3 separate regions of the Zea mays genome follow, and regions 1 and 3 are each linked to region 2. The links are chromatin contacts, called in public Hi-C maps. All regions are on one chromosome and are shown on one strand. Each heading gives the region's core, a stretch centred on a gene start, on an enhancer-like site or on the middle of the called end of the contact. The rest is flanking DNA. Distances are from core to core; before and after follow the strand shown.

What was found. A called contact is a pair of places that touch in the nucleus more often than the background predicts.
Region 1: a contact with region 2 is called in a Hi-C map of tassel, with 2.3 times the contacts expected there. The contact joins the promoter of LOC100286386 here to the promoter of LOC541662 in region 2. A contact is called at or near these places in 3 of 25 Hi-C or Micro-C datasets (bundle sheath, ear and tassel).
Region 3: a contact with region 2 is called in a Hi-C map of tassel, with 2.9 times the contacts expected there. The contact joins the promoter of LOC103629493 here to the promoter of LOC541662 in region 2. A contact is called at or near these places in 2 of 25 Hi-C or Micro-C datasets (ear and tassel).

What each region holds. Positions count from the first base shown.
Region 1 is chr6:83,989,320-83,993,647 of Zm-B73-REFERENCE-NAM-5.0, reverse strand. It overlaps LOC100286386, which reads right to left and starts at 2,371. Exons shown (of 6, transcript NM_001159273.2): 1 at 2,064-2,371; 2 at 1,855-1,984; 3 at 452-589. The coding sequence starts at 2,308.
Region 2 is chr6:83,746,863-83,751,256 of Zm-B73-REFERENCE-NAM-5.0, reverse strand. It overlaps LOC541662 (profilin), which reads right to left and starts at 2,776. Exons shown (of 3, transcript NM_001111415.2): 1 at 2,507-2,776; 2 at 1,386-1,523; 3 at 246-719. The coding sequence starts at 2,629. The coding sequence ends at 585.
Region 3 is chr6:83,564,102-83,568,524 of Zm-B73-REFERENCE-NAM-5.0, reverse strand. It overlaps LOC103629493 (ATP-dependent 6-phosphofructokinase 7), which reads left to right and starts at 1,733. Exons shown (of 14, transcript XM_008650598.2): 1 at 1,733-2,228; 2 at 2,843-2,889; 3 at 2,975-3,014; 4 at 3,107-3,169; 5 at 3,322-3,459; 6 at 3,572-3,730; 7 at 3,878-3,931; 8 at 4,070-4,138; 9 at 4,251-4,380. The coding sequence starts at 1,947.

The DNA.
Region 1 (4,328 bases), core at 1,122-3,621, 240 kb before region 2:
ACAGTTACATTTGTTTAATTGTACATATTATGCCATCTTCGAACAGGCTGCAGCAGATTCTCTTGAAGTCACAAATAAAATGAGTCTTGATGTATTGCATATAAGCATATATGTGTTTTAACAACGCTGCCTACTTGTGGCACATTAAAAGCACTGGCCACTGAGCAATAGGAGACTCCACCGAAAACAATGGATCTGATTTGTACAAGTCAAATTCTCAATACTTGAAAACCTCCAAATATGTATCAACAGTGATTGATACTTTATGTTCTACTAGGTCAATACTCAATATTCAAATGTCCTGACACCTCAGGATAAATTAAATTTGAACATATCCTAGTTAAACAAGCAATTCACAGAAACAGAACAACATAACAGATTTCGAGCTAATTCCACGCAATAGCAAAAAAAAATATCAAGAAGCATTTCTTAGATGGAATGAAACAAGTACCTGACAGTGCTCCTCTGACAAAGCTTGATTTGAACGAATAATTTGATGCAGATCAGTATCCATCAATTCATAGGCAATATACACATCATTGAATGCCTCCCTCAATGGAGGAGGTATGATATCTCTTATTGCAACAATCTGCACCAAAAAAATGAATTTATGTCTCAAAGGTACATCACATCGAGCTCAAGTTGAACTTAAGTCAACAGCTCAGGGCAGGCTGAAAAGCACACACTTCATTCAAGCCACCCTGTAGTATAGCAAAGGCATACAGCTAAACGAAGTGAGCATTTATGCAACGCTTGTATAATGCAAAAATAAGACACAGCCTTTTGTCCTTAATTTTAAAATTTTGCTGTACATTACTCGTTAATATAGACAAGGTAGAGAAAAGCATGCAGTTTTCCCTTTTCTATGTTGTTTTACCACGTTAAGTAAAGTCAAGGTATAAGTAGCTGACCAAGGATGCACACGGTCTCAATCACGTACATTAATTAACTACTAAGCGCACCTTGCCTAATCTGAATTCCGAAGATTTGCTCCTACGCATAACCATCGAACAACTGAAAGGAACAGGAAGACACAACATTCGTGCAAATGGCTCATGTCAGCTTACTTAATTTATCAAGATAATGATTTAGCAGTTACAAATCTACTAATCGTAATCCAACTTATTTCAGCTCACTTCCAAACATGCAACAGGTTCCAAGTTGTAACGGCAGGCCATTCTTGTAACCGCCTTTCACATTCCGACATGAAAAACATACACTATGACATGCTAAAAACGATTCTTCGACCATATGCATAGACTGGCCAAATCCAACAAAATTGGGAATGCTGTGACTTAGTCCTTCCTCCTTCGCATTAAAGGTCCAAAATCAGCAAACATACCAAAAAGTCTACAGAAGTCTTTCCAGTACTTACTAACACAAGACCCTAGTGTCCTACCAACCGAGTATCCGCCACTATATTCCCATCCCATTGGGATGATCTAGCAAAAAGGCAAGCACTAGGTTGGTCCTCAAGTGACCCACTCACTTTTGACATCAGCAGGCAGGAGCACCATGCACTGCTGCTCCAGATTGTCTCGTCATTTCTGCCCTCAAGTTTTTCAAGAACACAATGAAAAGCATCCCAAAAGGTGGTTGGCTCCTCAAAAGGCATGGCTACGATTGGTATTCCCGAACTTCACCTCCCAGCCAAGACGAGGGAGGGGATGTTCTCCTAGGCTAGGCGAGCTGTCGCGAACGAAGTCAACCGTTTAAGTAACTAACCCCGACCTCCACCAAAATTCAATGCGACCAAAAGGCGAGCATTTAACGAGGATCTCCGGTATGCTCCTCGCTAAAAAAAAGGAAATTCTAGGACCGCTGGACGGATCGGGGGTGGCTCAGGCGACTGACATTCTCGTGGTCCATGTGGCGGAGCAGCTTGATCTCGCGGAGCGTGCGCTTGGCATCGATCTTGTTGTCGAAGGCGTTGGCGATCTTCTTGATGGCCACCTGCTCTGCCGTCTCGGAGTTGAGCGCCGAGCTGGGCAGGTCACAAATCAGAAGGCCAGTCAGTCGCACAACAAACGATGCGAATCGGAGTGAGGGGAGGGCGGGCGGACCAGACGATGCCGTAGGCGCCCTTGCCGATGGGGAGGATGGGGGGCTTGTACTTGGAGGTGACCTCGAACACGTTGCCGAAGATGTTGTACTGGATGAAGCGGCCACCGTGGCTGAGCGTCGCGTGGATGTTCTCCATCATCCCGGCCCCGCCCGCCGGCTGCTGCGGCGGCGGCGGCGGCTGCCCCCCGCCGCCCAAGCCGGCGTCTGTCATCTCCGTGTCCGGGGGCTGCCCCCCGCCGTCCATCGCCGGACCGGATTTAGATCGCGCCGAGGAGAGGGGGCCGGAAGGGAAAGTGCCAAAAGTGGGGGTGCAGGTGGGGCGAATATGCCCAATTCGTTGCTGCGAGTTTTGGGTTGCTTTCGAGGCTGAAGCTCCTCTCTCTCTCTCTCTATGTGTGTTTTATTATTTTTTCATTAAAATGATTGAGAGCGCAAAGTAGATGGTGAATATCTTGTTTATCCCGTAAAACGCTTTTTACTTTTGCTCTCAATCTTTGTAGAGACCTGTTCGTTTTCTCTCCAATTCATATGAATCCGAGATGATTAGATAGATTTCAATCCATAGTAAGTCAAAATCTCTACTAATTTTTTAATTACATACAATCTATGTGATATAGTAATAACTGAACAAGGCCTAGATTGGATGAGATTGGGTGGATTTAAATTCAAAATAAGTCAAAATCTTTCATAATTTTTTCCTAATCTCATCTAATCTATATGGGATATGAGATAAGAATAACCGAAAAAGTCCTAATAGTCAAATATATAGAGAGACTAGGAACGGACAACAAATGGTTTGTTTACCCGTTCGATTATTATAAAGTGAGAGAGATCAAAAGACATTGGTTCATGAACTGATGTCTTCTTGAAAATGTGTCTGTTCTTCATTTATGCTGATGAGATCATCAAATGTTAATTTCTTTTAATACCATCCTTAATCAAATCCATTTTTGTTGAGATCAACTTGGAATATATAACTATTTAATTTCTAATATGATCTTAAAAACCATGTGCGAAAAATAGATGATATGACATATATATCCTATGTTGATTTCACCTCACTAAAAACTTCATGCGATAAAACCTCTAAGTGAAAAAATCATATATTGAAAAGAGTATAGTATATAGAAAATTTCATATATTGAAAAGAGTATAGCATCAAAAACAAACAACACAAGTTAAAAAAAATCTAGACTTTCGTCCTTAAGTTATCACTCCAAAATTTGGAGTGTTAGTTTGAGAACAAAGGTCTTTAAAAGTAGATGTGAATAAAATAATATTAAACAAGATAATAATGAACAATAAAGTATAAAACTCATCTCGTGAGCCTTAGCATTATTTATTCCATCTTTCTTCGTATACATAAGTTCAGAAATATACCTTCGGCTTCTTTGCACAATATAGCTCGAAGGTACTCTGAAAGTTAAGCAAAGTGAAGCTTAAGGCCCTCCAAAAGTGAGGTTATGCATGACATTATTTACCTATTTATAGTCACGGGGTACAACTTTGATGAAATTATAATTCACACCCTCAAGACTATACATTTGAGATATACTACACAATGAGGGTGAAGTTGTCTTTTCCCTTCATCACTTTTGTGAGAACTTCAACTTCACCGTACTTCGTGTTTTGTCCATTGTTCCTTCACAGTAATATTCCGAATCATGCTTCTTTCCCTCTAACTAATCCATCCGAAGGTACTCTGAGCAAGGGTACTTATAATACTTAAAAATATATTAGAAAACAACCATTATCTTGGTGTTTTGAGGACCTTCGTAAGAAAAAGACCCCCAACAGTAATGTTAACTAGGTTATATTTTTGTGAGTGACACTCCTCTTGATTCTTGTAAATCTTTAAGTTGTCTCATACCTATTCTTTTAACATATTTTGAAAAATGTGGAATGTGTTAATGATTTTGTGAATAAATTAGTAATTTTATCACAATACTTAGTTTGCAATATATTCATGAGGATAAAACACTTTTGAGGCAATATGCCTTGTAATATTACTCTTAATATAATTTGCCTCTATCTAAACAACACATGCAACATAAAATATGGTTGGTTAATTAATTGGACCAATACCACAAAAAATGAGTTATGTTCTGCGAAGTCAAACACGTTCTTTAGAAGCTTCATATAATGCAATAATTTAAGAATCATTAGTGGAAGTAACTAATGCAGTTTGTTTGGAGGAGTTCTATGGGATAGCGGTTCCACCTTGTAAATATACAAAACTGGTTTATGATTTGGCATTATAGGGA
Region 2 (4,394 bases), core at 1,527-4,026:
CTATCGTTAATACTTTAGTATACATAATTTATCGTTACCTTCCAGCCACCATATCATCTTTTTTTATAGATTTTTATTTAAAATAAAACATACCATTTTATCAAAACAAAAAATATTTAATTATATAACAAAAAAGTAAAATTTTATATACTTCATAAAAATAAATATAAATTACATATTTTATAATTCGTAAATAATTCAACATATGACGGGAAAATTATGCGTAAATGGGACAAACAATCTGGTGCATCCAATATTTAATACACTACGGGAATAATTCAACAGCACGGCCAAGCACGGCAGTAAAATGCACTCGTTCCCATAAAAGCATCAGAGTCCACAAGTACCATTACCAGGGAAATGTACATTACTCAGCGAAACAGCAGCTGAGTTTCGATACGACGCGATGCCAAGCATAAACCCCAATCCAAATCCGTCCCCAACACTGCCCCCAACAAACAAACCCAAGCTAAATTATTCACTGCATGCAATACGCCAAGTACATGCACGAGCTCACGGATTACAGAACCAAATGAGGCGCAAACTTTGGTGCCCAAATGACCAAAACAGAACATGACGAACTTTTAGAAGCCCTGCTCGATCAGGTAATCGCCGAGCCTCTCCACCACCATGTTGCATTGCCCTGGAGTCATTGGCTCGTCGTAGACACCAATAATCAAGGACATGCCGGTTTTCTTGATAGTAATGCCCCCAGTGCCCTGTAATGGATATGGAAACAACAGGGTAAATCAAAAGGCGTTTTCAAGAGTGTGTTTTCACATGTTTACTGAGATGTGGGAGGGAAGTATTTAAACATTTCTTATATGACTAAGAAATACCACTCCGGAGTAGATTATTGTACATCAACTAGTGGCAGTCTAAGGATTCGCTGCTAACTAGTGTGCCATGTTACAAGTCAGTTTTCATTATTTAATGGATGCAACCATGATTTAATGACAACGTACACAAACCACAAGGTGATACGGCCTACAGTACAAATTACTGCCCACTGCGTAGAGTGATCTTGAATACATGCTACAAAAACTTGCAGATGCAGCTAACAGAGTTCAGCAGGAATATTAATTAACTGAAAGTGATCATGACCATGTATCCAGGCATATTTGATACAGTATTCCTCTTGCGTAATAATTCTATAAGAGCTTGATCCATTTAGATATCATAACACTAATATAGTGCTTCCTCCGCTTTCGAATATTTGTCGACCGTTAGTTCATTTTTGAGCTAAAACGCAACAAATAAAAAAGAATGGAGGGAGTACTACAAATATGAATTGAGTTTGTTTTTTCGGTAAAATTAACATAAGCATACGAAAAAGGGAATGATCAAAGCATTTCTTCTATCAGACAATCTGTTCCCCACTGTACCTTCTTTCCTCGGATGACAACTCCAGGTTCACCTTGGATCACCATGTACTTTGTACCTCCAACGAAAAGACCAGTTGGTGCAAGAGTACCAGGTTCATCAAAGTCCTTTATGATACCAGCAACCTCCTCAGGCTTTAACTGCAACAAGAAGCAGGAAACATGGACATGAGAACACAGGGATAAGAGACCGCAGAAGAAAGAGTTGATGGATCATATTGTGAACACAAGGATGTAAGGATGTAACAATTGACGACACTCGTGACGCCCTACATAAGAATAGAAATATAAACTCAAACTCTGCTAGAACAAACAAATGTATAAAGCATCGCACAATCCAAGTACTCCATATACCACAACACCATGGTGAAATAAAAGGCCCGGACAAGCATGTACTGCTGTACACTACTGACTATGGCAGTTATTTTTTTCCAAATTACATGATTTATTTTCCTTGCCTAGCCATTTGGCCTATGGAACAATGCAGGCCACAAGCTGTGACCAACCACGGAACACAATACAGATTCCCAGATCCCAACCGAAAGTTACTTTTCATTTAATAAGTGCCTCACACACAGGTAGTGGCATCAGGAAATCATCATTTGATGAAAACTAAAATTTTGCGTTTTGGATCAATCACACAACTGTCGCTATATAGGAATAAACACATGCAGCTCGGCCATTGGTGCATCTCTAGCAGCCACTCAAATTTTACATGTAAAACAAATTGCTCTACTGCTGCTGAACGATCACTACCACTGTCCACTGGTAAGTAAGTCTATTCAAGCGAACAACCAAATCAGGTCGGACGCCAACAGCCCGATCCGGCCATCCCTCACTAGCAAATCCACAGTACGCAGATCATCAAGCTTGATCTCAGCTATATTGGCATCAAACGCCCGGAGAACAGCAGCAGCAGCAACCACGTCACCGAGGGAAGGGGCCTTAGATCCGCATCTCGCCTCAGCGACCGAGATCCGGACATCCCCTCGCTCCGATCCGGCCGGGCCGCACGGCTGGGGCAGATCCAGAGTCGCGCGGGTCTAAATCAGCGCAGGAGCACTGAACATGGATAAAGCAACTAAGCAAGTAGAGCGGGAAGAGATAAGGTGGGAGTGAATGACCTCGGGGAAGCTCTCGGACTGCGCCCAAACGCTGCCGTCGTGACCGACGATGGCGGCGGCGCTGAGATGCTGTCCTTCGATCTCGCACATCAGGTGCTCGTCGACGTACGCCTGCCACGACATCTTGCTCCGCGCCTTTCCTTCCGGCGACGACTACGCTTCTTCTTGTTGTGGTCTGCTTGGTTCGCACGCGGTGTCTCGGTTGGACGGCTGGAGACTGGGGGTGCTGGGGAATATATCGGTTGCGTGGTTTGTGGGTCGACACTCGACAGGCCGTGGAATGGAACCCTACTTTTCCTCCACTTCTCTTTTTCAATTTTTATTTTTATTCTTTTTCCATTGGTTTTCCCAAATATTTGTTTCATTGAAATGTTCTTTGAAGATGAGCAGACGGAATAGGATTTATTTATCTTATAAAAAGCAATTTAGAGAGGCCTATTAATTTAATCCTAAATTAAGAGACAAGCTTTGAAAACACTAGTGTCATATGTCAAGAAAAAACACTTTACTAAATAAAATTTAGGTGCGTGAATTTTAGCTTACTTTTAGACGACCTTTATTACATATATTTTATTACAAATTTAGTTCGTTAACATATAATTTGCAATTTTAGATTGATAATAAAACATGTTAGACAAAATTATAAAATCGACAAAATCTTACCAGTAATGCAAAAAAAAGTTAACAATCTATAATTATTTTTGTAGTTAGATAAAGATAAAATATAATATACTATAATATATTTATAAATATAATTAATAATCCACAAACAAATTATGTACTCTTTCATGTATTTTTATTAATTAATTAATTTGTGCATTTTATATGTTCTGCACAAAGATGCATGGTCATTGACCATGCCGAGGGGGCATTCAAATCCAGCAAGGTGAGGCTCGCCGCGCAGGCCTGTATATGCGGCCGCTCGCCCATTGGTTTATGCGCTCATGGTCCGTTGGTTCGGCGAAAGCAAGAAACAAGCAGCAAACCGCCTCAACACGATCCTACCCCTTGGTGTGTGAGGTAATCGACAAAGTTTTGAAAATACTTGGGGAAGACTTTATCAAGTATGACACTTGATAAAAAAGGTCTTGGTGAACTGACATCGGCAACGGTCTTTAACCGAGTATTTTTTGTCGGACACTCGGCAACCACTCGGTACTCGGCAAAAAAAAGTCGACGTCACGGCGACAGATGACAGCGACGGAGACTTCGCTGAGTGTCACGGTGACACTCGACAAAGAGTGGACTTTGCCGAGTGCCACGGTGACACTCTGCAAAGGCTCACTCTTTGTCGAGTGTCTATTGTACTAGCACTCGACAAATAAACTCATCGTGTGTCCTTTGCCAGTTCCTTTGCCGGGCGTATTAGGTGGCACTCGGCAAAGACTTTATCTTTGCCGTGTGTCTGCCGGACTACCACTCATCAAAGGAATCATCAGTGGGCTCCTTTGTCAGTTCCTTTGCCGAGTACACTAGGAGGCTCTCGGCAAAAGTTGCTTCTTTGCCGAGTGCTAAGGCCACAACACTCGGCAAAGAAGCTTTATCGGTTCCCATGTGTGCCTTCTTTGCCGAATGATATGACTGTGACACTCGGCAAAGTACCTCTTTGCTGAGTGTTACACTCGCCAAAAGTGGCCAACATACCCTTTTTATTTGTTTTTATTATTCCATCCAAACAAACAAAAAATATATCACATAATCATCACATATATCACATATACATCACATATCTCACAAAGACCATAAATCTCATAAATATCACCACATCAAACAAGTTTGAACACAAACATAAGTCTCCAACACTCACAAACATAAGTCTCAACTACCTCAGAAAGCATTACCAACATCAACAAGTTCAGACCAAGTTATCTCACAAAGTATTAATAAC
Region 3 (4,423 bases), core at 484-2,983, 180 kb after region 2:
TCTTTGGTATAAATTGTTCTTGAAGTGCATGCTAGATTGAGAGAGGAACTTCAATTTCACTGCGACCTACTCGACGTGATCTTCATTCCGCTGCGATCAGACTTTGAGTAGTGTAAGAAGTTCTAAGTTTTACTGTTATTTTTTATTCGCCTATTCACTCCCTCTAGGTGACATCCAGATCCTGTTTCTCGGCAAAGGGAACTTTCAGTAGCCATCAAGACGTATTCAAGGATCTCGATAAAAGAAGCTACCATGGGGTCCACCTACTAGGACCATCGCTAGGGACCCATGCCACGGGGACCTCCCCGCCACCAGCTAGAGGATGGACTTAATGTCGGGTAACTTGGCATCGAGACACCTTGAAGGGATAGTTATATCACTAAATATTGTAAAGAGCTACAAGGAGACCTAGGGTCCATAGAACCCTAGAGCGTTCTAAGCATTTGGACTCATGGTGCCCTACGATAACGTAAGCATGAATAATCTAAGTTTTTGAGGATACTTGTGTCCTAGGGCTGTGATTAGCGCTCTGGGCCCTCTGGGTTTCTCATGCCTTGGGGCGCTCTAAGAGTATGCCATCGAGGCCCCTCGTGCCCCGAGGCTCTCATGATAGTATGTCCCTAGGCCCCTTGGGTCTTAGGATGATCATGAGAGAAAGTCCTCGAGCCCCTCAAATCTCGAGGTGCTCATAAGTCTAAGTCCCGAAGCCCTCATGTGCTGGGCAGTTCGAGCCCTAGAGCACTCAATGGCACTTAGACGTTAGGGGGCGTTGTTGGCCACGAGATCCTTAAAGTCCTTAGTCTCGCATCACAAATGTAGTCGGGCTCCAAACTCCTTGGGATATGAAGGCCCATCAAAACAAGTGACTCAACATGCGAGATCCTTAAATTCCTTGGTCTCACATCACAAATGCAGCCTTGCCCCAAACTTCTTGGGGCTTAAAGCCCTATTAGAACAAGGTTCAGTGTAAGTGTATTCCTATCTTAAGACAGTAGGATGTGACTGGACCCACCAAGGTTAGTATGACCTTGCAAGTTGGACCCCACATCTAAAAGCCTCGGATGGGTCCATAGCATTGGCTTAACGGGTAAGTCTCAGACACAATCCATTTAATCTGTTGTATACAATATTACAGGCCTAACAAGTGTGCTATTGCTATGACTTAAGTTGTAGAGTACTCGATAACACTATGTAGTACCTACAACGATCATGTTGTCATGTGTGTGCACGCGAAGTGTACGATAAACTTAGGGTAAAAAAGTCAAACGAATTATAAATTAGAACAGAGAGAGTATAATTTTTAACCAAATTTTATGAAATGAGGCACTTTAGAGTAGTTTTTCTACGTAGAGCCTCATATTTTAATTTGAGACACTAGTTCGAGGCATTGTTGGAGATGCTCTAACTAATAAAACACATATATAATTTGTTAAGATTTTTTATTATTTTTAATAGTTTTTCATACGACGAATATATGGAAAACCAGCATTTTTTGCCAGAAAAAATAGATAGATGTCGATTTATGTTCAGTCATACCTATGCTTGAGCCCGAATTTGGATTTATGTTTAGATATAGAGAGATAGATATAGAATTAATTACAGATGTCACCTTTTTTTGACGAAACTAGTACGTGACCGTACAGCATCGACAGCACGAATCTCACGGTTCGGCCCCACCGTACCTGAAAGGAAATGACCGGTCCCGCCAACAAGTGTCAGGCTGCGCATCCCTCCTCTTCCCGTATCGTCTCCGTCCCCACGCGGCCACGCCTCCACAGGCCGCGTCGTTCCCGCCGGCATCTCATTCGCTCGTCTCCGCCGGTCGACGTTACGCCGCGTCGCCACACGCCCCCCCGGCCGCTCCTATCGCTACCACCTCTCCTCTCCTGAAGCCACCCGGACGCCGGACGCAATGGATTTTTCAACCGCATCTACCTCCTCTCCCCATGGCGCCGCCGCCCGCGCCGCCTGCTGACTGGACCCCTGATCTAAGGCCCGTAGCCAGCGTGCCCGTGCCCATCACCGTTCCGAGCCCGCGGGACCACACTCACCACCACCACCACCTAGTCGATCGTCGGGACACGCCGCGGGGCCGCGCGTGGGAGCCGGAGCGGAACCGGCGCGGAGAGGCGATGGACGGTGCTGCAGTGGTCAAGCTGATGTCCGGCGAGGCTGGGTATGTCTTAGAAGACGTGCCGCACGTGTCAGACTACCTCCCCGATCTCCCGGTGAGTACCGGCGATCCGTGCGAAGGTGATCGATCTGGTGTTTGACGCGGTGAATGGTTGATTGAATGATCGGTCGTTGTTGCTCGAGGAGACGAGGGCGAGGTTGCCCGCTGCGTGGCATCGTGGTTTGAGAAAGTGGAATCCTAGGATGATTGGGTGCGAATCTGCTAGAAGCCGAGAACCTTAAAAGTCGTCAGCGACTTCTGTTACGGCTTTCAGTTTATTGTAGGACTTTCGTGACTGGAACATCCAGTGCTTTTGTCTATAGCAAATTGGCAATCGCCATTTGAGTGATCGACGAAGTACATGCCCAACATTTCCACTCTTTTCTGGTTTCTAGTTTGCTCATCAGTTATAGGCGGTTTGGCATTAGTTATGGAGTGTACGGATGAAATGTTGAATCTGAGAGATACTCAGAAGTCACCGATTTGTGACTAGGGGTGGTGATAGACGATCCAAATAATTTTGATCTCTTAATTAATTTTAGTTCAGAAATAAATAGAAATATAACTTGATCCTAATGTGATTTAATCCTTAAATTTTATATTGTAAAATTTAGAGCTTATTACCACATCTATCTGTGACCATGACACATTTTTTGTTTCATGCTGCAGACCTACCCAAATCCATTACAAGATAACCCGGCATACTCCGTTGTGAAGTAAGCTTGAAGTTGCTGGCTTGATTAGTTCTGTTTTTTTCCTTTTCTGCGTTGTACCTAACTTGCTCTCTTTCTTCTCCCTTAGGCAATACTTTGTAAACCCAGACGACACTGTCTGCCAGAAGGTGAATTGTCGCTGAACTTGCAGTCCACTCACATTTTTTCTGTCAAGAAATACTTCACTTCTCCAAAATATTTACATCAATCCTCAATGTAGATTGTTGTTCACAAGGATGGCCCCAGAGGGAACCACTTCCGTCGTGCCGGACCTCGCCAAAGGGTATACAAACCTTGTGCTTTTCACATTCTCTACGCTAATAGCAAAGCTAGGAGATAAGGGGGAGACAATATAATATCACTAACCTTGTAAGTTTCTTTCAAAAACCTTGTAAGTTTCTTTCGTTCTTTGTAACCTCTGGTTGTCTTGGTTAGGTATATTTTGAACCGGATGAGGTCCATGCATGCATTGTCACTTGTGGAGGATTGTGCCCGGGACTTAATACTGTGATTAGGGAAATTGTATGTGGATTATCTGACATGTATGGTGTCACCAAGATACTTGGGATTCAGGTAAAGTACATTACATCATTCCATGAAGTCTACATAAAGTACACAATCAATCATTCTCCCACAGGAGTTCTTCAAGCACTCACTTGATGTCCTCATCTTTTTTTTTTCACAGGGTGGGTATAGAGGCTTCTATGCTCGCAACACCATCACCTTGACTCCAAAGATTGTAAATGACATTCACAAAAGGGGTGGAACTGTTCTCGGATCATCTCGAGGAGGCCATGACACCGTGAAGATAGTTGACAGTATCCAAGATCGTGGCATAAATCAGGTAAATGAAACAAAATAACAATTATACTCTTAATCTTTTTCTCTTTTATGTATCACTCTGTCTTATTTCCTGGCACTGTGAAGACTCTTTTACCAAGGTTTGACACTTAAACTTTCACATTGGTTTAACTCTGATTATTTGTTTCAGGTCTATGTAATTGGTGGTGACGGTACTCAGAGGGGTGCTGGAGTGATATTCGAAGTAAGCACAACTGTAGATTCGCTGAAAGTTTTTTCGGACCTGTTTGAATTATATTTTTTTAATAGTGAATTGATAGCTAGTCAATCATGTATTGGTGTAATTTGGTTGTAAGTTACTCTTTACTTGAATCTTCTTCAGGAAGTTAGAAGACGCGGCCTCAAAGTTTCTGTTGCTGGCATTCCAAAGACTATTGATAATGACATCCCTGTAATATGTTTCTCCACATTTTAGTGATATTTTGGTGGAAAAAATGGAAGATGACATTTGACATGATCACATGAACCTTGTGTGCACGAACTCACTGTTACCCATGTTTCAGGTAATTGACAAGTCATTTGGTTTCGACACAGCAGTTGAGGAGGCTCAACGTGCAATAAATGCTGCTCATGTGGAAGCTGTAAGTGCTGAGAATGGTATAGGTCTCGTCAAGCTAATGGGCCGGCACAGTGGTAAGCTTCTATGAGAGACCAATATGTGGCTAGTAACATATGA